Regions from separate parts of the Mus musculus genome. Here regions 1, 3 and 4 are each linked to region 2. Evidence: chromatin contacts called from public promoter capture Hi-C data. All regions are on one chromosome and are shown on one strand. The core of a region is the stretch at or near the end of the contact, and the rest is flanking DNA. Distances in the headings are between cores, read along the strand shown. Region 1 holds the start of Tyrobp (TYRO protein tyrosine kinase binding protein). Region 2 holds the start of Fxyd5 (FXYD domain-containing ion transport regulator 5). Region 3 holds the start of Arhgap33os (Rho GTPase activating protein 33, opposite strand). Region 4 holds the start of Cox7a1 (cytochrome c oxidase subunit 7A1).

Region 1 (6,657 bases), core at 4,112-6,611, 630 kb before region 2:
ATTGAATTTTAATTTAGGTATTGTACTTTTTGTTTCTAGAATTGCTTTTTTTGCATTTCCTCTGCTTTTTATGGTTTCCAGTTCTCTGCAAGACTTTTTACTTTTTAAGGTTTATTTTTATGTTCGAATTATGTATCTCTATGTGCATCTGTAGGTATACATTTTTTGTAACCTACTTTTAATAAGGGTTCCAACTCTCCTAGCCCACCACCCAGCAGAGGTAGTGGAAGAGGAAAGTTATTAAGATGTGGGGAAGTGGACCTGTTCAACAATAGCTCTTTGGGGCTGAGCTCCATCTTCTTGGGCATCACTTCAGTCTCATAGCAAACACCAACTATGACTCAGCAGCGGCAGACCAGTCCTTTAGGCAGGCAGACACCAGGCACAAACCAGCAGCTACAGTCCAGTCCTTCCAGCAAGCAGACACCCAGCAGCTGTAGTGCAATCCTGAAGAAACCACCAGACTTGCCAACTGGCCTAAAGCGAGGTGGTGGAAGTGACCAGCTGCTGCAGGGACCTCAGGAGCAGTTCTTGGGAGAGTTTCTCTCAGTGATGATGTTACCACAAGTTGAACTCAATATCAACATGTAAGGTGAACCAATACATACGTGTTGTTAGTAAAGAATAGTGAGGCAGAGCAAACCAAACCAATGCTCAATGCTTGTCTCCCATCATCTGTGGGGTTATATTTATGCTCCTTCATCCGGGTCCTTTCACGAGTTTGCTATATCCAAACATCCTTTCACCTGCTTCAGGAAAACATTCTTTCATGTGTTTGCCTTAGCAAGACATCCTTTCACCCGTGTGCCCCAGCAAACCATCATTTGACACAACTGGCTTTCCAAAGAACCTGTAAGTCTCCACTTCATGTGTCTGTGTGTATTGCAGAGGCCAGAGGAGGGCGTGGGATCTCTGCAGATGGAGCTGCAGGCAGTTGTGAACTGTCAGATGTCGGTACAAGGAGCAAACATGGATTTCCTACAAAAACGTATGTTCTTAGCCAGATCTGAGCTACCCCTTTAGGCCCTTGACAGGATTTTTGGACTACTGATCTATTTGTTTTGAGACAGGGTCTAGTGGCTGGCCTGAAGGTAGCTGAGGGTGACCTTGAACTCCTGACCCTCCTGCCTTTGATTCTTGAGGTCTACTCTACCTCACCCAGTTAGTAGTGCTAGGCTCAGAAGCAAGGCTTGGTAATTGTTAGGCAATCGTTTAACCAAATAAACTACATTTCCAGTCTGTGACATCTCATTCCTGGTGTCTTTAGTGAATTGCTTCCATTTCCCGTCGAGGCAAAGTTTCCCTGTGTAACCTACACTATGGGGCCAAACTCTCAATATCCCTGCCTCGGGCTCCTCGGACTACAGGTGCCTGCCATGGCACCTACTTGACTCTACACTCCTTCATGTGACCTTGTGATTTTATTTCTCTTGGGGAATCTCTGGGGAAACAAACACTTAATTTAAAAAAACAAAAAAGCAAAAAGCCTCCTAAGCCATTCGCACCCTTCCCCCAACCCAACCTCTGGCAGTGTTAGCTCTCTTTCTGTTTCCTGCCAGCCTGAGACTTCCAGTTCTCACCTCTGCTCCCTGAGTGTGTTAACTTTACAGCTGGAGGTGTGGCGGTGTCTTGCTGGACTCTCATTTATATTTCTCTAGTGACTAATGGCTTTTGGTCCTCACCTCCCACTGACTGGCCATCAGTGCCTCCCCTTTGCAGATGTGTCTGCTACAGAGAGAAACCCTGTCTGGAAAAACCAAAAAAACCCAACCAACCAACCAACCAAACAAACAAACAACCAAAGCTCTTGGCCACTCAAGGAAAGCCAGGCTTTACTCCTGGATCAGAAGCAGGCATGGGACGGTCAGCTTAAGTTTGAGGTTATCTTGGGCTATGTAGGTTGAGATACTGACTCAAAAAGGAAACCAAACCAGTACATAGGCATTTGGTGCATGCCGGTAACCCCAGAATTCCAGAGGTGGGGACAAAAGGGCCAGAAAGTTCAAAATCATCCTGGCTACACAATGAGCTCAAGGCCAGCATGGGATACATGAAAAAGAAGATCGGGGTTTCTCCTCCTCCTCCTCCTCTTCCTCCTCCTCCTCCTCCTCCTCCTCCTCCTCCTCCTCCTCCTCCTCCTCCTCCTCCTCCTCCTCCTCCTCCTCCTCCTCCTCCTCCTCTTCCTCCTCCTCCTCCTCCTCCTCCTCCTCCTCCTCCTCCTCCTCCTCCTCCTCCTCCTCCTCCTCCTCCTCCTCCTCCTCCTCCTCTTCCTCCTCCTCCTCCTCTTCCTCCTCCTCTTCCTCTTCTTTCTCCTCTTCCTCCTCTTCCTCCTCCTCTTCCTCGACTTTCTCCTCTTCCTCCTCTTCCTCCTCCTCTTCCTCAACTTTCTCCTCTTCCTCCTCTTCCTCCTCCTCTTCCTCGACTTTCTCCTCTTCCTCCTCCTCTTCCTCGACTTTCTCCTCCTCTTCCTTCTCCTTCTTCCTCTTCTTCCTCCTCTTCCTCTTCACTTCTTTTTTTCAGTACTAGAGATAGAATCTTGGGCCTTGAACCTGGTTAATGAGCGCTTTACCACTGAGCTACACCAGCGGGCCTGTTTTTCTGTTTTTCAAAGCCTCAGGGGGCTGCTATCGGGCTGAGAGGTTGTGGCAGCTGCAGACCCAACAGAGTGCTGGGGTTCTGGGACTGTGGGTTGTCACCTTCCGTGGCTCTTGACCTGCTGCCTGGAGAGGTTGGTCATCTGATAGACCTCAGCCTAGCTTCCTGCAGCAGGACACCACTGCAGAGCACAACCCATCAGAAGATGCCTCTCACCACATCTTCTTTCTTCACCCAAAGATAGACCCTGACCACCATCTGGCCCTGAGACCAGCAGAGGTCTGCTTTCTGTGGCTTGGGCCTGCCGGTGTATGAGTTGTGAAAATATTGCAAGATGTCATTTCTGAGCTGGTTGTGGTGGCCTGTGCCTTTAACACTAGCACATGAGGGATTAAAACATGAGGGTCGTGGGCCATCCTCAGCTACAGAGCATGACTATGTTTCAGAAGGGTTGGGGGGCAGGCTATAGAGATGGCTCTGTGGCTAAACCTCATTTGTTTCCCTGTTCCCACATGGCAGGTCCAGGGGAGCTGATGGCCTCTTCTGGCCTCTGAGGGTACCAGGCATCCATGTAGATTTAGGCACTCAGACATTACATAAAAATAAAATAAATCTGAAGAAAGGAAAGCAACATAGATGGGTGGATGGATGAATGGATCGGTCTTTTGGTTAGGATACAGTGTGTCCTTGGGTCTGGAAAGGTCCCTCAGTCAGCAAAGTACTGGACCCACAGAAAAGACTGGGCCTTGTAATCTTACAACCAGGGTGACAGAGTTGAGAGGATTCCTGGAATTGGGGTGTACAGCCTGGCCCACTGGAACCCCCAAAACTTCCCATGTCTTAGCAACTAAAGAGGACAGCAGCACTCCAGCCAAACCAAATCCCCCTCCCACAGGAACGTGTTGGCTCTGACTTGGATGGTGCCCTGGTGTCTTGGCTGTTCATGGCACTGGATGGTGCCCTGGTGTCTTGGCTGTTCATTGCACTGGATGGTGCCCTGGTGTCTTGGCTGTTCATTGCATGTGTTCTGGAGACAGGACAGGTGTGGGAAACAGGATAGTAGAAAACTGGGAAACAGGAGAAAGATTTAAAAAGGAGAAACCATAGCTCACCTCTGGACATGCTAACACCACCCAAGAGAGTAGTTAGCATGTCATGAGTACCTACTATGTGCCAGGCAGAGTTCCAATGATCCACACAAAGTCCTCTGGAGATACCGGCCTTGTGTCCTCTGGTTCCGGTCCCCATGCTCTACTTCTGCTCATTAGCAGAGGGAACCTTGACCCCCAGCAGGGCCAGCCCCCCCAGTCCCGCTTCCCATGGCCACACAAAGGTCCTGAGCTCAGGCTAGCTCAGGGTTGTATTAAGAGGCCCACTGTGCCCAGAGAGACCCTTTCCACCCCTCTAGCTCTAGACTTCAGAAAGAAACTTTTGGGGCTGGAGAGATGATTAAGAGCACTGACTGCTCTTCCAGAGGTCCTTAGTTCAATTCCCGGCAACCACATGGTGGCTCACAACCATCTGTAATGGGATCCGACACCCTCTTCTGGTGTGTGTCTGAAGACAGCTGCAGTGTATTCATTTAAATAAAATAAATAAATAAATCTTTTGAAAAAGGAAGAAAGAAGCTTTTGGGTTCTTTAGGAACCAGACTCAGGGCAGTAGTGGCTGTGATTATCAGAGACACCTCCCCGACCCCCAATTCTAGAGTCCCCTCCTCCCAGAGTGGCATTAGCTTCTGTCCCATGACTACTATCTGGCTTCCCCTTTCTCTTGCACCCAGGGTGCTACAGGGCGTGACATACAGTGGGGGGTGGGCAGGGGGGGGAGGTTTCCTGCATCTGGCTCTTGCCTAAGGGCTCCAACCTCAGGTTCCTCCTTCTCCAGTTCTCGATCAGGCTCCCACTGGGGACTAAAATAGTCCCAACCTCCTCTCCCATGATCTCCCCTCTGTCCTGGCTCCCGGTTGCTCCCCTGCTTACCAGTGTAGCCTAGCCCAGCCCAGCCAGTAGTCACCACGTGGCCACCACCTGCCTCCCCTCAAAGCCCCAACTCTGTGTCTGTGGTGTGCACATCTGTTTTCTCTCTGTATCTTTTTTTTTCTTCTTCTAACAGTGAAGTGGCCATCTTTAGGTCCTGGGTCCTGTCTGTCTTTCTTTGCTGTGTGGCTATGGGCAAGTGTCTTTACCTCTCTGTAAAATGGGAGAAAGGCATCAACCCCTGGTGAATACTATGAGGACTCAGTGACGTCACACATGGGAGCACTGTCGTGAGTGCTCCTGCTGGTGGCTCTGTCCTCCACAGCCTGTGACCATGATGGGAGGGTAGATATAGAATAATAACCACGGCTGATACTTACAAGGCTAATGTGGGTTGGATCCTGCTCTAGTAATGCTGGTTGGCTGAGACCCCACGACCCTGCAAAGAAAGTACGATTTAATTCTCAGTCTTGTGGATGAAGAAATCAAGGCCCAGAGAAGCTAAGCGACTTGGAAAAGGTTGCCCAGCTAGGAAGAGGCTGAGCTGATTTCAATGACTAGCACCCACAGTCCCTCCTGTTCCAAGATTTGCCCTCTATCTGGAGATGAAGATGAAGACCTGACATGTGTATCTCTTCTCTTTCTTGTTCAGCCCATTGGGACCGTGGCACAGCCCCCTGAGCTGCATTCTTTCTGCGGCCATGTCTATACGTTCCTCCTCCCTGCTGCTGTCCCCTCCTCCTGCTGCCACCACCCACCTCACACTTCCTCCTTCACTTGGTTGGACGTCACACCAGGTCCCACCAGCCCCTGGACTGTGGTGTCCAGTGCATATCTGGCCACCATGGGGGCTCTGGAGCCCTCCTGGTGCCTTCTGTTCCTTCCTGTCCTCCTGACTGTGGGAGGTGAGTCGGGGGGCTTCTGTGGATGCCTCCTGTGTCCTCAGCTCATGTTGGGGCCAGGACTAGGCAGAGAGCAGGAAGGGACAGCACAGACAAAGGGGAAGGCTGGGCAGAAGAAGGTTCCTCTAGAGCCTGTGGGTTTCACCCTGAGCTAGAGGCCCTGAGATTTGGAACCTGGTAGTATCAGTAGGGGGGACATTGAAGCTCACAGATATACCTACCACATGTTGGTCAGTACCGGCCGCTGGGTGCTGTGAGACCAGCTCTTTCCAACCTTCTTCACCTTCTACATCCACTGTCTGTGCCTCAATTTACATCTTTCTTTTGAATATAGAATCACATATAGCCCAGGCTAGCTTCAAATTTGCTACGTAATTGAGGATAACCTCAACCTTTCTATTCTCTGTCTCCACCTCTCTCAGTTTACCTGTTCTTTTCTCCTTAGGATTAAGTCCCGTACAGGCCCAGAGTGGTAAGCCATAATACCCCCGATCTTTCTCTCTTCCTCTCAAAGACCTCCTCAGGCCACCCCTTCTCCTTCTAGCCCTCTTTGTGCTAACACCAAGCCCTGATTGTTAACCTGTGTCCCCCTCTTCATCCTCCTGAGACACTTTCCCAAGATGCGACTGTTCTTCCGTGAGCCCTGGTGTACTGGCTGGGATTGTTCTGGGTGACTTGGTGTTGACTCTGCTGATTGCCCTGGCTGTGTACTCTCTGGGCCGCCTGGTCTCCCGAGGTCAAGGGACAGCGGAAGGTGAGTGGGGCTGGAGGGGGCTGGTCTGGAACACTTTGGGACCTGGTGGGCAGTGGATACAGTGGAAGCGTCAAGGTCACAAATATCAAAAGGATGGGAGGGCTGGCTTGTTGTTATTGTTTGTTTTTGTTTCTTCCCTTAATGCTAAGGATCCAAATGGGGCCTCCCATTTGAACTGCAAATGCTTTTACCAACTGAGTTACACCTTCAGGCCAGAAGGGCTGGGGGTGGGGGACTCTGGCTTTTTTCTCCCTCTTATTTATTTTTTTATAATTTTTTTCCTCTCTCTCTGTGTGTGTGTGTGTGTGTGTGTGTGTGTGTGTGTGTGTGTGTGTGTGTGTGTGCATTTGAGTGTAGTGTCCACAAAGACCAGAAGATGGCACCAGATGCCCTGGAACTGGAGTTACAAGTGATCCAGCCACTGGTA
Region 2 (6,339 bases), core at 1,739-4,238:
CCACCTGCCTCTGTCTCCCCACCTTGGGGTTTACAACCACATGCCATTATGGCGGGCCTTATATAACAGCTCTGGGGATTGAACTGGGGTCCTCATGGTTGAACATGGTCCATGTTGAGGCCATGAGAGGAATTCAGGTTCCTTGATAAGCACTCATGTAGGATGCCTGGATCTCCCTTGCCTCCACACCCATTAGCAGGACTCAGACGCCTTCCCTGGAAAAAAGGTGTTTGACTCAGTTTCCCAAACCTCCCTGACCACAAACCACTATTGCCTGCTCTAATCAGGACTCCTGGGCCAGGCATGGAGGGGTGCCTGTCAGCCCAGCACTCAGTGGCTGGGTCCTGGTTGGAGACTCCTCCTCCTCCTCTGACATCAAACAGGGCAACTGATGGCAGAGCAAGATGGAGCTTTAGCTGGCTGGGATGACTGAACCCCACATAGAACAACTGGAAGCAAGAGTTGGTACTAGGTTCCTCGTAGTAGCTTTTAAGCACCTAGATCAAGCCATTATTGAATCTTTATCCCTATTTTTTTTTCCTCCCAGTTACACAAATGTAAATTTCCCTCTTTGGTCTAAGCATGGTGGTGGTGTTGTCCACGGTGAGAATTTCATTGATCACTTTCCTTTCCTTTTCTCTCTTTTCTTTTAAAAGATTTACTTATTTTATGCATGGGAATGAGCACATTGTAGCTATCTTCAGACACATCAGAAGAGGGCATCAGATCTCATTGCAGATGGTTGGGTGGTTGCTGGGAATTGAATTCAGGACCTCTAGAAAAGCAGTCAGTGCTCTTAACCACTGAGCCATCTCTCCAGCCCTCGATCACTTTTCTTACCTGGGACATTGTCACGAGTAGTCGCAGAAGTCTGGTCCGCTGTAAAAATGGATGTGGGCTTTTTTGGTGTCTGCCCTGGGGAGATAAAGGCTGAGAGTTCAGGAGGGAGTCTCTCACCCCCTTCTCCTGTCTTCTGTCCCACCTCGCCAGACCCACTGAAGACCCAGGGGAATCAGCTTTAACTGGGTCACTCTACAGTCTTGAGTGTGACTGAAGTCTTCCTATTGCCGCAGGACCTTTGCACACCCTTGCAGGACAGCCTCATTGAGAGTGCAGGTGTTTGGGGTAAACCAGGGCCTTGGAGCACATTCCACTCCCGACCACTTCCTCCTCGCTCCGTGACCTGAGCCACTCATTTGCCTCATCTGAAAAGCACGAGCTAGTAAAGGAGCAGGGCTCTCTGCCCCATAGACAGACAGCTAAGGAGGGAACGGGCTTGCTCCTCATGCTTCATGGGCTAGACCCTGTCTCCTCCCCCCCCCCCCCGAGATGCCTAGCAGCCTTTGCAGCCAGAAGTCACCCGTGAACACCCATGCCAGGACAGACAGACCCTGCAGGCTCAGAGCCCACAATTTTTACCTGGTCCCACATCTTCTTATCGATTTCACCCCAACCCAGTCTTCTACTGACTCTCAGATTCATTGGGCTTATCAGCAGCTCCTTCTTCTTCTTGTGCCCCACCCCGCCTTGTGTGCTCACTGAACAACAGTTCTCTCCATCCACAAAATGGGCATGGCGAGGCACAGAACAGAACTAACTGCCCACCCACCTGGGCACTTTTACAAGTACTTTCCAGGCCAGAGTGAGGGTCTCTGAGCCCCAGCTTGGACCCCTTTGCCCAACTGTATTCTCAGAAAACCCATCAGTTCTGCTTTGCCTGGAGCCTGGGGTTTCCTGGCGGCCGAGTAGAAAACTGACACCAATCTCCCAGCCAAGTCAAACTCAGCAAGTTCTTCTCAGAGGTGAAAGGGAGGATGCTCAGCAGGACAGGCTCCAGTCAGACCCTCTGGATCACCCGAGCTCAAAAGTGTCCAAAGAGGGTGCTACCCAGAGCCTGCCTCGCCAATCCCACTTCCTGGTGCTCGCTCACTCGGTGGGGGTTGGCGAGGGAGTAGAGTGAGAAGATGGTACCCAGTATTTGAGCTTTGCAATCACCCATCTAGCTGCCTCCTGGAGCTGGATTGGGGCGAGGGGTGGTGGTGGTGGTGTCTTACCTCTGCTGGGCAGAATCAGGGCGACAATAGTGAGGAGACACAGGCGACTGGACAGTGACATCTGTGGGACAAGCTGAGGCAAAGGTAAGGCATAGCCCCTCCGCACCCTCCCACCCCCTCGCAGCCTCTTTGGAGCAGGCGTCTGGTCTCAAGGACCCTCTGGTATCTGCCTTTGGGGAGAGATTTTTTTTTCCGTCTCAGGCCACCATCCCCTTCTTCCAGGAGCTGATCCCCAAAGAAAGCCAGAAGCATCAGGCGAGCCTGGCTTCCTGACACCCCTGAGGCAAAGATGCCGCTCCCTCCTCCTAAAGCTGGAACTGATCCTCCCGACCCATGGTTCCTGAGTGGAGGAAGCCAGTGGCCCGCTGTGTCTGCTCCCTCGAGGGCAGGAGCCCAGAGCAGCGGGGCCAGGAGGGGAACAGGAAGGGTGACTAACGCAGGGCTGCTCTCAAAGGAAAAAGTGAGCTGGTGTCCGGCTGCCCTGCAGGCACCACCGCGCCCAGCACCCGTGATGGGCAGATCATAGAGGGACCTGTCTGCCCGCAATGGAGGCGCTCTAGGGAGACTGAGGCAGAAAAGGTGCCCACAGAGTGAATACGAGGCAGAGAGGCATCGAGATCCTTCTCTTCTCCTCCCAAGCAGCTTCCCACCTGCGTGTGTGGCCCAGAGCAATAGAGCAAAAGAGGGACTTACATCTGAGCCGGAGATCTCCAGACTGAAGTGTCAGAGTACCGCGTGGGAGCTGCCTCAGGGTGGAGGGTGTGGCCACGGGCGGGCGCGGACGCAGGCAGGCGGGGACCAGAGCGTCCCAGTCATTTCCTCTCTCGTTTCCAGGCCCCACAGGCAGGGGTGGGAGCTGGGGAGGAGGAGGATGGTGGGGGACTGAAGGCGGTGGCCTCCACTCGAGGATCTGAGGGACGCAGATGGGGGCAAGGTGCAGAGAAGGGAAGACCCTTGGGTGAGGTGTGGAAGGAAGGATGTAATGAGAGGGAGGAGACCCTGGAGGGAGGAGGAGGAGGAAGAGAAGGAGGGGGGAGTGGGGAGGGGGGAAAAGGACAATCAACTCAGCCTCCCACCCAGTCCTCTGGTGCCCACAGACGACAATACACAGACAGAACGGGGGGAAAAAACGAATGCACATTTATTAAGCTCAAGATGTGGACCCTGAGGGGAAGCTGGGAAGGTCCTGGAGAAGGAGACCAGGAGATGCAGGAGGGAGGGACACTAGGATCCCAGGGGACTGGGGATGGACTCCTGGATCCCAGGAGCTGGAGGCCTGAGTCTCTGGGTCTAGGGTACAAATAGGATCGTTGTTGCCAAGGCCTGGGGAGGGAGAGCGGGGTGCATTGGCTCCGGCCTTGGGGTGGGTCTGGCGGCTGATTGGGGGCACACTCCCTGGCGCCAGGCTGGGTCCCCACCGCCTTCTCTGGGTCCTCTGGTTCCTGCACTCTGGCCAGGGACAGCAGTGGAAATCTGCAGAGGATCCTACACACCGCCACCTCCAGGGGCTAGGAACAGAAGAGAACTCAAGTTACTGACCTAAGGAGGGAAAGAATCAGAGTCCAAGGATGGCTGCCCTTTAGCTCTTGGGGGATCCTCATGTCTTCCTGACTCCTGATATCTGGTCACTGCAGGGAAATCTTCATAGCTACTGTCTGCCCCATCTCAAGCAATGGAGAAAGGGAATCCAGCTGTGGTGGACACCCAAGGCTGACCTGAGTGTTTTGGGAGGCTTAAAGTCTCCTTGGAAGAGCCCCCACCTCATGCTATACTCCAGGCTTCTTTTCTACATATGCTCCAGACAACCTAGGCATCTAGCAGGTGTCCTCCAGGACAGGCTACCTTTGTTCTTCTGCCCAGCTAAGGCTGGACCAAACACCTCCTTCCATCCTGCTCCAGCACCACAGAGAGATACCCGTGATGTTCTTAAATCTCATTAAGAATATATGAAACATGATGTAGTTTTCTCATGAAGTCTCCCCCATTTATACTTAGTTCTTTAAGCACTACTCGTTGTCATAAGTTTATTTTTTTTCTCCCATTGAGACAGGGTTACTCTGTGTAGCCTTGGCTGTCATGGGACTCTCTGTAGACCTGCCTGCCTCTGTCTCCTACTAGGACTAAAGGCATGCACAGCTCCCACCTGGCTGTCATAAGATTTTAATGGGAAGCCACCTCAATAGTTCACACCTGTAACCCCAGCACTTGGGAGGCTGAGGCAGGAGGATGACTCTGAGTGTAAGCTTGGCCTGGGCCACACAGTGAGTTCTTGCACAGCCAGAACTACAGTAAGACACTGTAAAAGGAAGAGAGTTTTTACTCCCCAAAAGTCCTTAGAAAGGAAACAACTCTAAAATTTAAACAAGTCTCCCATGGATGCCCCTCGAAACTTTCCTCCTTCTCACTCCATCTTATCGTCTTCCTGTCTCCATGCGCTGACCCTCCCTTCTGTCTTCTGCACCAGTTTCCTCCTCCCCGCACTTCCTTCCAGACAGAACCCTTTCTTCTGCTTGTTTTTGAGACACAGTCTTGTGTGTAGGCCAGGCTGCTCTCAGATGCTCTCTATAGCTAGGACTGACCTCGAAGTCCTGGTTCTCCTGTTTCCACCTCCAGTGTGCTGAGATTATGGGCAGGCAGTTTAGGTATTTCTGAGGACTAGACCTGGGGCCTCGAGCATCCTCCCCAGCAGCATCCTCCCCCGCCCCCCTTTTAGGACAGGGTCTCACTATGTATCCTGGCTGGTATGGGATTCACAGAGATTCACCCTTTCTCCATCCCCTCTCACTCCAACCCTCCTGTGGTGGGATTAGAGGTATGTACCACCATTCCTTGCCCACCTCACTCCCATCTTTAAATGTGTATTCCATGCTTCTGATTGTCTTTATTCAGCAGCCTGCGCTCTGCCCTCCCTCTCCCTTCTCTCCCCTGCTCTGCCCTTCCCTGTGTGGGTTTCTCAGGTGCTAGCCTCTTCCAACTTCTCAGACTTCCCCAGCCACACCCCACCAAGCTTTCCGAGGCTTGCATTTCTTTAGGACCTTCTTGAGATATTTCTGGAACTCTCCCTCTGTGACCCCAACCTCCGAGGGACCTGGAATCCAACCCCCAGACTGCCTCCACCCACGTAGCCCTCTAAGGATCCTGCTACTTCTAAGTGTCCCCCAGAACCATGCTCACCTGAGGAGGGCAGTTCCGACTTACAGGATTTGCATGTTGGGCTGTATAGGGAGAGAAGAGGAAGCTTAACAGGCTTCAGGGGATGCTCCCGAGCCCTAGGTTAGGGGTCTCCATCCCAGGACCCCAGGCTGCCCCACCTCTCAGACCTGGAATCCGCCTTCCTGCACTTCACCTTCTTGCCTGTTAGGAGAGAGACAGCAGGGAGCAATCGGGGTGTGAGAGGACAGAGCAGGGCAGGCAGAGGACCTTCAAGGATAAGGATGGGGTGGGACCAGCAGGAAACCCTCAAAGATCAAAGATCAGGATCTTTACCAGTGGGGATAGGGTGGGGTGGGCAGGAAAGCCTCTAAGGTGGGGACCCACAGGTGGGGAGGGCACTTACTCAGGATGATGATGATCCCCAGCACGAACATGATAGTGGCCAGGGTCATCCCCACAGTCTGCACAGTGGCATAGTCTAAGGGAGACAGGGGAAGCTCAGGACAGCACAGCCCCAGCCAAGTCCGTGCCTCAGCAGAACAAGAGAGCATGCCTTTAGTCCCTGAGCCACCAATTCCATCAGGGAATAAGAATCCAAACTCTGCCTGGGCCAGAACCTCTGTGCACCCCCTCCCCCAATGCTGCCCTTCTGGATTCTCACCTCCACACTAAGTTCTATCAGTTGCCTCTTCCCAGATCCTCATCTTGATCCTGCCCTCTATGATCAAGGCCTGGACTATCCCAGCAGACCTCTCACTGGTCCTGCTGCCCTGTTTCCATTTCCCTCCCATGGCCATGAGAACTCCATTGCTTCCAGTCAGAGCAGGAGCCCCCTGAGGCCTCTCTATTGCCCTTACAGGATTCCAAGCAGAAACCAAGGTAAATCAGGATTCATATCTCAGAGTCATCTTACGACTGTCCCCAAGTTGCTTCTCCAGTTATTTCAGCACACAGGCCCATAGTCCTGGAGTCAATGGAGTTCATACCCAATGGAGACATTGAGTACTTCTTGTTATTGGGGCAGGCAGCAGGCTATCCTGACTAACACAGTCTATCTACCACTGATGTAATAAATGAGAGTCCTTCAGTGAATGACCTAATCCTGATCCTACTCAGGCTTCAGGGACCCCTC
Region 3 (6,320 bases), core at 3,383-5,882, 530 kb before region 2:
TATGTTTGGGTATTTTGCCTGCATGCATATGTGTCCACCATGTGCATGCCCGGGACTTACAGAGGCCAGAAGAGGGCATCAGATCCCGTGGAACCGGACTTAGAGACAGCTGTGAGCTGCAGTGTGGGTGCCGGGGGTCAAACCCATGTCCTCTGGAAGAGCAGTCAGTGCTTTTAACCACTGAGCCATCTCTCCAGCCCTGCGGTGGTTATTTACCATTGAGACTGGGGATAGAGTCATTTCTCAGAATCTGTAGAAATTGTGTTCTAGGACCAATCTCCATGGAAACCAAAATCTCCAGCTGCTCAAGGCCCTCATATCAGATGATGTCATGTTTGAATATTTGCTTATGACCCACGAGCATCTTCCTGTATGCTTAAAGTCATCAGGCTCATTAATAATACCTAGAATAACGAATATAAATGCTACATAAACAGCTACGCAGTTAAGGACAATCTAAGGGGAAACCTATGCAGGCGTTCCACCTGATGCACCTTGTGTCCGATCCCTGGCTGAAATCTGTGGGTGTGGAACTGTGGCTCCATCTGCCCAACGGTTCTTCCATACTTGAGTTCTTGGGTGGGTAATGGCTGGCTTGCTCTCTAGATCTAGCCACTATCTGGAGTGACAATGTGACCCTTTCTGCAGCATGTGGGAGCTGGGCATTCCTCTGGATGGGCCTGTCTGTTTTGGACAACTTCTGGGCATGTGTGACCATGTCTCCCTGGCATTAGGTATGTGAATGGCCCATCCCTCCATTTCCATCCACCGCCACCTTTCACCCCTATTCCCTCTCAGCAGATCCCTCCTCTTCCCACTCTCACATGGAACCTGCAACGGGCTCCACTTCCTTCCAGAATGATCTCCCAGACTGTTCCAATATTTGAGGCCCTTGCTGGGCTGTGCCCTGCGTCTTCTCTCCTGATCTGTGCTGGTTCTTGTTTATGGTGCCATACTGCCTGCGTTATTTAGGGTCTGACTGCAGTCCCTAGTGTCTCATGCCCAATTTCTCTCCATCTGTGGGGTATTAAGGATGGCCAAAGTTCTTTATTACTGGGAAGATGGCTCAATGGGTAAAGTGCCTACTGTGTGGCCCTGAAGACCTTAGTTCAGATCTCCTGAACCCATGCAAAAGCCAGACAGTAGTACAAATGTCAGTCAACCTAGAACAACTATGGGGATGGGCGGCAGAGACAGGAGACCCTCCAGAAGCTTGTAACCCAACTAGTCTAGATTTATTCAGAGCAAAGAGTCCCTTCTCACACAAGGTAAAAAGGAGAGGATCAAACCCCAAACCTGTCCTTTGACCTACGCACACACATACACACACACACCACAACACAGAGATGTGTTTTCAAAGACCATTTTGCTCTCAATCTACATGTGTAGGTGTTTTTGTTATTTGTTTGCTTTTTCTAAATTCTATGTTCACTGTAGCTATCTTCAGATAGCTGAAGAGTGCATTGAATCCCATTACAGATGGTTGTGAACCACCACATGGTTGCTGGGAAATGAACTCAGGACCTCTGGAAGAGCAGTCAGTGCTCTTAACCACTGAGCCACCTCTCCAGCCCTTTGTTTTTGTTTTATTTTTGAGACAGGGATCTGTAATGTAACCCTGCCTGGCCTGAATATCCACATTGACTGAGTTGGTCTCAAACTCACAGAAACACTTCTGTGTTACTCCTGGGGGCTGGGATTAAAGGCATGTCCCACAACACAACCAAGGTTTCTTGAACTTCTTGCTCTCTGTGTAGTATCTTAATCAACTGAGGTTGTTTGGTTTTTTTTTTTTTAATTTTATTTACTTATTATATGTAAGTACACTGTAGCTGTCTTCAGATACTCCAGAAGATGGCATCAGATTTCGTTACGAATGGTTGTGAGCCACCATGCGGTTGCTGGGATTTGAACTCAGGACCTTTGGAAGAGCAGTCGGCGCTCTTAACCACTGAGCCATCTCACCAGCCCCCAACTGAGGTGTGGTGGTGCAAACCTTTAATCCTAGCACTCAAGAGGCTGAGGCAGAAGGATTTAGATTGGAGTCTAACCTGGACTACTTAATAAAAGCCAATCTCATAACAAGCAGGAAGAAAGGAAGGATGGAAGGAAGGAAGGACGGAAGGATGGGAGGGGGAGGGATAGAAGGAGAAAAAGACAATTATCACTTTTAGGTGTGTGCTGGGGAGTGTTTTAGTGATGGATTGTGTCTAACGCACTTCGTGTGCCATGCACACTAAGCAAGGGAAGTCGCTATTGCTGCTGATACCCAGGAACGCCTCTCTCTGAGCCCCACACTCTGCCAATGCTATCCCAACAGGGCAGGCTGGATATATGGTGTACAAGTCTATTCCCTATGGCTGCCTGGAGGAGGTGATTCCCTACCTGATCCGAAGAGCCCAGGAGAACAGGAGTGTGCTGCAGGGTGCCCGCAGGGAGCAGGCACTACTCAGCCAGGAACTGTGGCGGAGACTGCTGGGAAGGACGGCCTAAGATGTCTCCATCAGCACCATCAGGGGCCATGTGCTCAATAAAGGTCCCGAGTCCTGGCCCTGTCTGTACTTCTCAGAAGCTGCCTCCTTGGGGAAAGGGCTGACCCTGGTGTCTGCTCGGACAGGTGGGGCATGCCTGAGACTCAAGAGATCTTTAGTCCTGTGTGGTGGCACACTCCTGTTATCCTAGCACTTGGGAGGCTGAGACAGGAGGGCCATGTGTTCCAAGCCAGCCTGGACTACAGAGTGAGAAGAAGGAAGAGGAGGAGTGGGAGAGGGGAGGGGAGGAGAAGTGCTAGCCTAGGGTGGTAGTGACTTGGTAACCGAAGGGTAATTAATCCTTCAATGTGCTTAGCCAGGGATCTAGTCAAGAATTCTTTCCCTCTCAGAGGATTTGTAATAAACAACACAGGTGAATAGCAGACACTGATGGCCTACGACAAATGACTGCTCAGAAGGGGTGGGTCATTCCTTCAGTTAATAAGCACCGATGAGCAGGCTGAGGAGATGTTTTGGTCAGTGACATGCCTGGTGCACAAACTTGAGGACCTGGATTTACTCTCCAGCACCCACATAAAACTCCAAGCATGGGGATACAGGCTGAGACACAGATACTGGTTGGCCAGCCTTGCCCAGTTGGTGAGCCACAGGTTTCCAGTGAGAGATGCTGTCTCAAACAGATGTGGCACTCGGAAGCACAGGCAAGAGGATTCCAGGTTCTAGGCTAGCCTGGACTACATAGTGAGACTCTATCTCAAACAACAGCAACAAAACCCAAGAGCTGAGGACATAGATCACTGGCAGAACACTTGCCTAGAGTCATCCCGTGAGAAGCTGGGGCACAGCTCGATGGTAGAGTATGTGCTTAACATGCACAAAAAGTCTCTCTCCAGCACTGCAAATGATAATAAAAGCCACAAAGATGGAAAGGAGTTCCATGGTGGTGGCACATGCCTTCATCACAGCACTTGGGATGGGAAAGCAGGCGGATTTCTGAGTTCAAGACCAGCCTCGTCTACAGGGCAAGTTCCAGGACAGCCAGGGTTACATAGAGAAAACCTGCCTCAAAAAACAACAACAAAAAAACAAACAAACAAACCAGGGGCTGGAGAGATGGCTTAGTGGTTAAAAGCACTGGCTGCTCTTCCAGAGGTCCTGAGTTCAATTCCCAGCAACCACATGGTGGCTCACCACCATCTGTAACGGGACCTGGTGCCCTCTTCTAGCCTGCAGATGATTCATCAGAGAATTCATATATTAAATAAATTAAAAAAAAAAAAACCACCACCAAACAACCTAAAAAAATCCCATAGAGAAATGGTTCAGATTAAGGAGTGAGGAGCTACGGATAAAGGGAAGTACAGGGCCTTTAGACTTGCTCTGTGCTCCAGAGGCAACAAGGAATCATGGGAGTTACAGGCAGAGGGGACATGGCAACAGGTTCTCTATCATGTGGACGGTGAGCCAAATTAAAGGCAGCCATACCAGCATAGCTTGTTTCAGTTTCAAACAGTGGCAAATACTATGAACAAGTTAGGGGAAACTTCTTGATGCATATTGTTAAGTAACAAGGCGAGACAACCATCTAAAACTGAATGGAGCCAGCCTCGACAGTCCAGGTGATGTCTAAAGGGAGACGTTCTGAAGGGCCTTCAGGTATGGGGCTCAGGGAAGAGCCTGGAAGTAGTCATGGTGAACACGGGACGACAGTTAGAGATGCGGAACCGCGGTTAAGAGGGTCCAGGATGGCATGGCTGGGAGTTGGGAGAGATGGCTGAACGGTTAGGAGCACGGGCTGCCCACCCACCCCAGTGTCTTGATTCTTAGCACCCACAGGGTAGATCACACGCCCCTTTAACTCCAGTTCCTCTCTTTTGTCTATCGTGGACTTTAGGAGCCCGTGTGCTGCGCTTACATACATACAAGCAAAATATTCATACACATAATTAATATAAATAATAAATAAAAACTAAGAGATTCTGGCTGGCCTGAAGTTCTGGAGCACACAAGGAGGAAGGAGAGTCAACTGAAACCCTTGGGTCAACATCTCTGAACCTTCGCTATGAGATGGTGGGGTCGGGTTGGGGGAATGCTTCTTAGGGCAGGCTACTGCGCAAGTGCGAGGTAGCAGGAAGCCGCCGGCATATCTGCATCTAGAATTCCAGCACAGACAGCCGTGGCTGGATCACGGTTACGTGACAGTCACACTAGCGCCCAACGGTAGGTACCTGGCTGGGCCAGAGTCCAGGCCCAGAACTATTTGGAGCTTTCAGGACCCACGGCTCTTCACCACACCCACCTCATCTCCATACTCCACCTCCAGCCCCAGCCCTGCCCTCTTTCACTCAGACCCCACGTCTGTGTTGGAAACACCTAAGATGTTCCCAGCCCGCAGACCCCACCAGCCTTCCGGGCCTCCTAGCCTTTTGATACTTCAGAGCCTTACCCGGGCTCAGATTCTGCCCAAAGCCCTTAAATTTTCCTTGAAATGCCCGCCCTTGCCCTAAACCTCCCACTTATCACTTCTGATCCCTCGGGCTCCTGGTCTAATGGTGTGCAGCTCCCTGGCCCGGCCTACCAGACGGTAGATTTCCCATCAGAAATCTCCCAAATTCCCTTCTCAAGTAGACTGCTCCTTAGCTAGCCCTATTGTCCTTTATCCCCGCCCTCCCCTCAGGAGTGTACCCCATTCCAGGAGCTGACAGGCTCTAAGCGGGCTGCAGATGCATTCACAGGCTCCCCGCTTCCCTGTGGAGCTGGGCTCCGTGAGGGATCCAAACGCCCAGGTGGGGCGTCTGCATCGCCTAGCTATGGCCAGAGGCCCATGCTGGGGCCTAGCCAGGCTTCTGCGCAGAGGTGAGCTTCCACTGCCGGTGTGGTGTGGGGAAAGAACCAACCACGGAGGGACAACTTCAATTGAGCCGGTCCAGAACTGGGTGCCAGGGTCCTTATGCTGTTGCTTGCCAAGATCTACGGTCAGAGATGGGCTATCAGGGTGAAGCTGGCCTCGCGATCGTTGGGAACAAAATGTAGTTGGTGGGGAGGGGTTGTGCTGCGTGTGATAGGAGTCTCACAGTGTAAACCATTCTGCAGAAAACTGGGGGAAGGGATCCTTGGAAGCTGGGATGGCCTGGGCCAAGGCCCTAAAGTCCAAGCTGGGCATGTGTGTGACTAGCCAGATGTGGGGAGAGGAGAGTAAAAAGGTATTGAACCCAGACAATAAGAATCTGAGAAGGCTGGGCAGTAGTGGCTCACACCTTTAATCCCAGCACTTGGGTGGCAGAGGCAGGTGGATTTCCGAGTTTGAGGCCAGCCAGGTCTACAGAATGAGTTCCAGGACAGCCAGGACTACACAGAGAAACCCTGTCTCAAAAAAAAAAGCCTGAGAAGATGAGGGAATGGTGTTGGATTTTGTTGGGTGTTGGTTGGGAAAATCCCATTGAGACAAACATTCAACAATTTCACAAGTTTCTCTGATTTCTGTTATGTATCTGGCCACTGTCGGAACTTGCTTAGTAGCTGTGATTTTTTTTTTTTTTTTTTTTTTGCTGGGTTTTAATATTTTTGTTAGTTGAAAAGGGAGAAAACAGGGCACACGTGCCATTCTATTCCTCAGAAAGCTGCGGCTGGGGGAAAAAGACTGTGGGAGAAGCCTATGCTAATGACATAGCCTGTGCTAATGACATAGCCTGTGCTAATGAAACCCTGCCTCCAAAAAAAAAAAAAAGTATTTTTTCTTAAAGTATAAGACTAAACTCCCAAACCACGGTTGCCATTTGACACAGATATAGATATATATCTATAAAGAATTAAGTCTCTTGGGTGGTG
Region 4 (6,816 bases), core at 1,750-4,249, 860 kb before region 2:
ACCACCCTGCCTAAGCCTCCCACAAGGTTTATAGGTGTGAACTTATGGCATACCTTAAAGCACTTTGGGGGCATCTGCTTTCCTACATTGGAAACATTTTAAAATGACAATTGTAAGCCTGGTTTGTGATACTTGGTTGAGACTACAATAGTCAGCAGGGTGAGACGTGAGAATCCCGAGTTCCAGGCAGGCCTGAATTATGTGGCAAGACCCTGTCTGGGGGACAAAGTGGGAGGGGGCATCGCAGAGTAGGGTTGAAAATGTAAATCCAGAATTATCAGATTCGTGGAAGGAGTCAGGTTGGAGGAGCAGTTGAGTGTTTTTGCCACAAGATGGCAGCACAATGCTACCAAACAGGTTTTGCAATCTAGGCCACTGCATGCAGCCAGTTCTGATACCTGCCTTCCACCACAAGCAATTTTCTGTTCCTTTGCTTGCTTGCTGTTTTGTTTTGCTTGAGACAGGGCATCAATATGTAGCCCTGGCTGTCCTGGATCTTACTCTATAGACTAGGTAGACTTCTTAGACTCACAGAGATCTGTCTGCCTCCTGAGTCCTGGGATCAGGGACACACACCACCATGCCAGAGGCTTGCTTGTTTTTAAATGAAGGGATTCACATAATGGCCTTGAACTCCACAGGTAACCAAGGTTAGCCTTGTCCTCCTAATTCTTCTTGTCTCTACCTCCTAAACCCTGGGGTATGGGCTGCTATGCCTGGCTTGGGGCGGGGGCTTACATGTAAACATGCACAGGGCTCCATGTACTGTAGGCCAAAAGCTGACGACAGGGTCTTTCTTGGTTCCTATTTATTGAGTGAGGGTCTCTAGACCCAGGACAACCTTATAGGATCAAACAGCAAGCATGCTGAACCATAGAGCTGATTTGCTAGCCTTTTTTGTTTTTTTCTTTCTTGTGGGAAGCGGTTTCGCTGTGCCTGTGTGGCTTAATTGGTAAACAAGCAATGTGCGCATGTGCGAGAATGTTTTCGTGCCAAGTCTTGGCCCATCCCGGGGCATGATGATGAGGCTCTGGGAGAGCAGCCAATCAGGTGTGGACACGCCACACTAAGGTGTATATAAGCAGCGCCTTTTTGGTGCTTGGGGTCTTCCTCTTCATGTTGAAACTGGTGTAATAAAGTTGCTGCAGAAGGATCCGGTTTCTCACGCGTGTGTTCTTGCTGGTGAGACAATAGCGCGTGTGAGACTTTCTTTCTTTGGTGTTTTCAAGACAGGGTTTCTCTGTGTAGCCCTGGCTGTCCTGGAACTCACTCTGAAGACCAGGCTGGCCTTGAACTCTAGCCTGTCTTTTTCTTAACTATGCTAACTGAATTCTGCAGTAAGCTCACTTTATTGCCTCAGTAAACCTCTAATTATACAGACATAAAGGCTAGAAATTAAAAGCAAAATGACCCACTCACTAGCAGTCAGACCTGGTGATTTATCAGGGTCCATCTACAATTAAGCCTAACTCCTAAGTCCCACCCAGATGGCCAGTCTCAGAGAGAGAGAGAGAGAGAGAGAGAGAGAGAGAATGGGCTGCCATGTCACCTCTGTTTAGGTTGGATCCCAAAGAAAAGATCTAGGGCTGGGCAGTGGCAGTGCACGCCTTTAATCCCAGCACTTGGGAGGCAGAGACAGGCAGGCAGATTTCTGAGTTCAAGGCCATCTTGGTCTACGGAGTGAGTTCCAGGACAGCCAGGGCTATACAGAGAAACCCTGTCTCAAAACCTAAACCAAACCAAAAAAAAAAAAAAAAAAAGAAAAGATCTAGGAAGCTTAATTTCAGCTAAAAAAACAATACAAATGCCCCATATTTTTCTCTAAGGGAACAACTCTTTCTCCCTCTGCTCTTTCCATCTCTCCCATCCCCTTCACGACCCCTACCTCCCTACCCTCCTCTCCTCCATCTGTTCACTGTCTATTCTTTTTTATTTTGTTATGTGCATTGGTGTTTTGCCCGAATGTATGTGTCTGTGAGGATGTTGGATCCCCTGGACCTGCAGTTACAGACATAGGTAAACAGCCATGTAGGTGCTAGGAACTGAACCAGGGTACTCTGGACTAGCAGTCAGTGCTCTTAATCGGCAAGCCACCTCTCCTGCCCTCCATTGTCAGTCCTTAAACTGTTTTTTTTTTTTTTTTTTTTTTTTTTTTTGAGACAGGGTCTCTTTACGTAGTGCCTGTAGCAAGGCTGGAACTCACCGTGTAGACCATTGTAGAACAGTGAGCCTCAGAAGTGCAGGAATTAAAGGTCTGGGTCACCACGGCCCGCTTTTCTTTTTTCTTTTTCTTTTTTCTTTTCTTTTTTTTTTTTTTTTTTTTTTTAGTTTTTCGAGACAGGGTTTCTTTCTCTGTGTAGCTCTGGCTGTCCTGGAACTCACTCTGTAGACCAGGCTGGCCTCGAACTCAGAAATCCACCTGTCTCTGCCTCTGCCTCCCGAGTGCTGGGATTAAAGGCGTGTGCCATCACGCCCGCACAGCCCCCCCCCGCCCCTCCCCCCTCCTTCTCTCTCTCTTTTTCTCTCTCTCTCTCTCTCTCTCTCTGTCTCTCTCTCTGTCTCTCTCTCTCTCTCCCTCCCTCCCCCCCTCCCTCTCTCTCTCTCTATCTCTTTAATTTCTTAAATCAGTTCTGGCCTGGTAAATATCTTTATCTGTATCGGGGTGACTCCTTGTTTCCTCAAGAACACTGGGGAAGATCCTGACTTGGCCCTGAGGAAACAAATATGGAAACTAAGGCTCCAAGGTGCAGTGATCACTCATTCAGAAGACAGACATTTATCTCTGCCCTCACTGGCTCCCAGATTATCAGCAGGGTAACCCTAGATAACAGCCAGGGAGTGGCAAGTCCCTGAGCCACTGTCATTGGGGTCAACCCAAATGCGGAAACGATGACTGACAAGTTGGAACACTTTCTCTCTGACCCTATTGGACAAATCTAATTTGGTCACGCCCCACCAGTCTGGGAGTCAGTGGGCGTGGCTTGGGATTCCCTTAGGGTAAAGTGCTGCACGTCCTTGGGCGAAGAGGGGAGGTGACTCGGAGCTGCTGAGGACGCAAAATGAGGGCCCTACGGGTGAGGCCCCAGCACGGGCTGTGTCGGGGTGGAGGGGAACCCCACAACCCAGATGCCTAACCTAAACATGCCAGGATCCGGAGTCTTAGAACAGGTGCACCCTTCAGACTGGGACTTCCTCCCTGGCAGCCTGAGCTTCCAGACAGCACTATCCTTAACATGGTCCAGAACCCTGGGTTTAAGCCTCCGTTTACCCGAGTCCCCCTTAACATCCCAGGGGGCCCTAAAACCAACTCTCATGGAACTTCCAAGCCAGTCTTGCCATCCCTGGAACCTGATTTTCTGGTATTAATCTAGCCCTCTCCTTCAAACCCCATAGCGCCCATTTCACATTCTCAGCACTGGAGTCTCTCACAGCCTGCAGAGAGTTCCAAGCTGTAGCTTCTAGACACCGATTCCCCATCCCCACTCCTTTGTTTGTTTGTTTGTTTGTTTGTATGTTTGTTTTGACACAGGGTCTCCCATAGCCCAGGCTGGTCTCTAACTTGCTATGCAGCTGAATGTCCTTGACCTCCGACCTCCACCTCCCAATTGTAACAACTTATGTGACACCTCCTCTCATTTTCTAAATGCTTACTAAGTAGCCCAGGCTGGCCCCAACTCCTGCTTTCCTCTTGAATGCTGGGATAATAGGCTTCCACCAATGTCTTGACAGATGTCCCCACCCCCAACCCCCACCCCACCCCCGCTCTCACTAGTAACTATCTTGCCTTAAGATATCTTACCTAGTTCTTCATCAGAAATGTAGTCCCCACATCGCAAAGCGCTCCCTTCCTGCGGGATCCACATGAGGGCAGATCTCCAGGTGCTCCCTACAGACCCATCTCCTATCCCTCCAGGTCTCCCAGGCTCTGGTCCGGTCTTTTAGCTCATCTACCAGAAGCCACTTAGAAAACCGTGTGGCAGAGAAGCAGAAGCTCTTCCAGGTAGGCGGGACAGAGTCTCTGGACCTAATGAGGGGTGGGGGTCGCTGGGCAGGTGGAGGTCTGTGCAGGAGCCAGCAACCCTGTTCTCACCCCTCCAACTCAGGCCGACAATGACCTCCCAGTACACTTGAAAGGCGGGGGAATGGACAACGTCCTGTACAGACTGACCATGACGCTGACTCTGGGGGGTAAGTGCAGGACCACTGGCTTGCTCTGGTCATAAGAATAGCCAGGGTCCTCGGGCAGTGGTGGCGCATGCCTTTAATCCCAGCACTTGGGAGGCAGAGGCAGGCGGATTTCTGAGTCTGAGGCTAGCCTGGTCTGCAGAGTGAGTTCCAAGATAGCCAGGGCTACATAGAGAAACCCTTTCTCGAAAACAAAACAAAACAAACAAATAATAATAATAATAGCCAGGGTCTGGGTCGGTTGGTGCTTCAGAAGGTCTGAGGATCCACTAGTGCTCAGGAAGGGAGCGATGGGTTACCTACAGCCCTGAGGAAGTGGGGGTAGCAATTGGTAATGCCCACACCAGTCCAGAACAAGCTCCTGGCCTAGTCCAAACCCAAACGGGTGGAGGTGGGGATTTCCCATGAGGAATCTGGTTTGGGAGGAAGATAACAGCCAAATAAGAGCTGTGATCCTTTAGGAGCTGGGGGAACCTAAGGAGGGGCCTTTAGAAGCCTTTCAAGAGGTCAAGAGGGAATTAGGGTCTTATTTGATATCCAACTCCTCCTTCCTAGGCACTGCCTACTGCTTATACTGCTTGGGCTGGGCCTCCTTCCCCCACAAGAAGTGACACCAAGAAGCTTGGAGGACTTGGACAAACATCAATAAATATGCTAATCTCTTGAGAACCCAACCCGGCTCCAGCCTGTGTGTCTCTGTTCTAATCCACCTTCCCACAATCTGGGGTGTCTACGCAGTGGAAAGCAAGTTACCAAAGATCTTGGTCCCTGATGCTGGACCAGCGCTGTGCCTAGGACAACCTGCTTTATGGATGCCTGATGGGGGCGGGGTGGAGGACCTCAAGTGGTGATGGGAATGGGGAGCAGGGGAATTATAACCTGGAATGGAATCCCCGCCCATTGCAGAGGTCCAAAGGAGTGGGGGGGGGGGGGGAGGGGAGCTAGTTCCAGGGCAGCCAGGGCTATATTTCAGACATACCCTGTGGCAAAAAGGAGGGATGTTGACAGTGACCTATGAACCGAAGGAGAACAAAGGTTGGTGCCAAGATTGAAGCTGGCTGGTGATAGAGCTGAGTGGAAGAGCACAGAACCCAGCAGCGAATGGAAGTGTTTGTGTGTGTGTGAAAGAGAGAGTGAGTTGGTGTGTGAGCACGTGTGAATGTGGTGTATGAGTGTGTGTATGTGGGGGGTGTATATCTGTGAGGGTCTATGGTGTGTGTGTATATGGTGAGACTGAATGTGAGAAAGAGAATGTGTGTGTGATGTGTTTGTAGGTGAGAGTATGTATGTGTGAGTGTGTAGTGTTGAGGGTGTATATGAGAGTGTGTCGGTATGTGTGTGTGATGTAAGTGTGGGGGGAGTATATGGTGTTTGAGTGTGTGTGTGTGTGTGTGTGAGAAAGTGTAGTGTATGTGTGTGTGTGTACTTTGCTGCTATTGCAGAGGATTGGGGTTCAGTTCCCAGCACCCCAGTGGTGACTCATGATCCCTCATACCTCCAGTCCCAGAGGGTGGCACACACATAGTACATGTATATACACACACATTCTACACATACACATTAAAAAAATAACCAAGTTACTCTATAGAGCTCATGTTCCCTCCTGCCTGGACTCAGCACTCAGAGTCCGAAGGAAGCAGCAAGTAGAGAGAGTTTATTTTCTCCTGGGCCCGACCGCTGTGCAGGGGGAGCACAGAGCAGGCGTAGGCACTAGGGTGTGTGGACCTGCCATGGCCTGGAGTTCATCTGGCTGCCTGGGAGGTAACTGTGTGAGTGTGTAACAGGGTGTGTAGGGACAGGTGTGATCCTCCCAGAACTAAGACAGGGCCCTTGGGACATGGAAGCAGCAGGAGTGCTAGGCTTGGCACACAGACAGGATGAAGGTAACAGATGGCGTGGATTGGGTGTGCTAGGGTGGGGTGACCCTTCAGTAGAACAAGCTAGCTTGTCTCAGAGCCAGGGGTAACTCAGGGTGCAGCAAGGTGTGGCATGTTGAGCTCTGGCTGCTGATTGGGAAGCTGGGTACCAGAACAGGGAGACGAAAGGCCTCTGGGTAGCAGGACATGACCATGAAAATGCGGCTGCAGTCAGGATCAGGGTTCAAGGTGGCTCCATAGTGAGCTGTGAGGGGGCAGGTCTGCCACTCCCATTCAGGAATACATAGTCAGCTGCAGCCACTGGAAGAGGAAAGAAAGCACAGATGAGCAAAGGGACCCTGGAAAACCAGACACGTCACCCAAGGCCTGCTGGGCAAACAGGATGGTAGGGGCTGGACCTCACAGCTGAGCACCACCCCCAAGAGAAACCGGCTCACCTCCTGGATGTTCACTTGGATCTGTCCGGTGCCATTTTTGTCAAGAGATTTGAAAGCGCCTGCGGGGAGAAAGGAAGGGCTTGGGTGCTTCTAGAACGATAATATAATTATTTCCCTCTTGTTGATGTTGTTGTTTTATTCTGCTTTGTTTTTAGATAGGGTCTCATTAAATACCCTTTGGTTGACCTCAGACTTATGGAGAGCTCCCTGCTTCTGCCTCCAGAGTGCTGGGATCAAAAGCACGGCCACCCTGACTGGCTATAGCATGTTGATGTTGTTGATGGAAGTTAGCGCTCGCTCCACAAAACTTCGAAGAC

The links. Promoter capture Hi-C pulls out the DNA fragments that hold promoters and counts their contacts. Capture Hi-C pulls out chosen DNA fragments and counts their contacts.
Region 1: a contact with region 2 is called in a promoter capture Hi-C map of liver. The contact joins the promoter of Tyrobp here to the promoter of Fxyd5 in region 2. A contact is called at or near these places in 5 of 39 promoter capture datasets (cranial neural crest, embryonic stem cells, hematopoietic stem and progenitor cells and 2 more), 1 of 115 datasets of contacts at active chromatin or transcription factors (bone marrow-derived macrophages) and 1 of 9 other capture datasets (liver).
Region 3: a contact with region 2 is called in a promoter capture Hi-C map of pre-B cells, with 2.8 times the contacts expected there. The contact joins the promoter of Arhgap33os here to the promoter of Fxyd5 in region 2. A contact is called at or near these places in 3 of 39 promoter capture datasets (cranial neural crest, liver and pre-B cells) and 1 of 9 other capture datasets (adipose tissue).
Region 4: a contact with region 2 is called in a promoter capture Hi-C map of embryonic stem cells. The contact joins the promoter of Cox7a1 here to the promoter of Fxyd5 in region 2. A contact is called at or near these places in 1 of 39 promoter capture datasets (embryonic stem cells) and 1 of 115 datasets of contacts at active chromatin or transcription factors (bone marrow-derived macrophages).

The regions. Positions count from the first base shown.
Region 1 is chr7:30,408,421-30,415,077 of GRCm38.p6, forward strand. Tyrobp (TYRO protein tyrosine kinase binding protein) reads left to right here and starts at 5,362. Exons shown (of 5, transcript NM_011662.3): 1 at 5,362-5,479; 2 at 5,922-5,948; 3 at 6,084-6,230. The coding sequence starts at 5,419. Gm32029 (a long non-coding RNA gene) reads right to left here and starts at 5,299. Exons shown (of 3, transcript XR_391237.3): 1 at 5,194-5,299; 2 at 4,955-5,013; 3 at 2,496-3,662.
Region 2 is chr7:31,039,343-31,045,681 of GRCm38.p6, forward strand. Fxyd5 (FXYD domain-containing ion transport regulator 5) reads right to left here and starts at 2,989. Exons shown (of 9, transcript NM_008761.4): 1 at 2,748-2,989; 2 at 2,055-2,115; 3 at 841-915. The coding sequence starts at 2,115. Fxyd7 (FXYD domain-containing ion transport regulator 7) reads right to left here. Exons shown (of 6, transcript NM_022007.1): 3 at 5,611-5,685; 4 at 5,366-5,408; 5 at 5,229-5,269; 6 at 3,173-3,562. The coding sequence ends at 3,540. All of the region lies in intron 2 of Gm38984 (a long non-coding RNA gene), which reads left to right. Mir7050 (microRNA 7050) reads right to left here and starts at 975; the gene lies at 916-975.
Region 3 is chr7:30,510,490-30,516,809 of GRCm38.p6, forward strand. Arhgap33os (Rho GTPase activating protein 33, opposite strand) reads left to right here and starts at 4,633. Exons shown (of 12, transcript NR_036630.1): 1 at 4,633-4,712. Prodh2 (proline dehydrogenase (oxidase) 2) reads left to right here. Exons shown (of 10, transcript NM_019546.5): 9 at 649-734; 10 at 2,321-2,913. The coding sequence ends at 2,493.
Region 4 is chr7:30,181,172-30,187,987 of GRCm38.p6, forward strand. It overlaps Cox7a1 (cytochrome c oxidase subunit 7A1), which reads left to right and starts at 3,000. Exons shown (of 4, transcript NM_009944.3): 1 at 3,000-3,074; 2 at 3,914-4,000; 3 at 4,104-4,188; 4 at 4,741-4,859. The coding sequence starts at 3,060. The coding sequence ends at 4,796. Capns1 (calpain, small subunit 1) reads right to left here. Exons shown (of 11, transcript NM_009795.4): 10 at 6,500-6,558; 11 at 5,763-6,362. The coding sequence ends at 6,336. Gm5113 (predicted gene 5113) reads left to right here. Exons shown (of 3, transcript NR_157376.1): 3 at 1-1,153.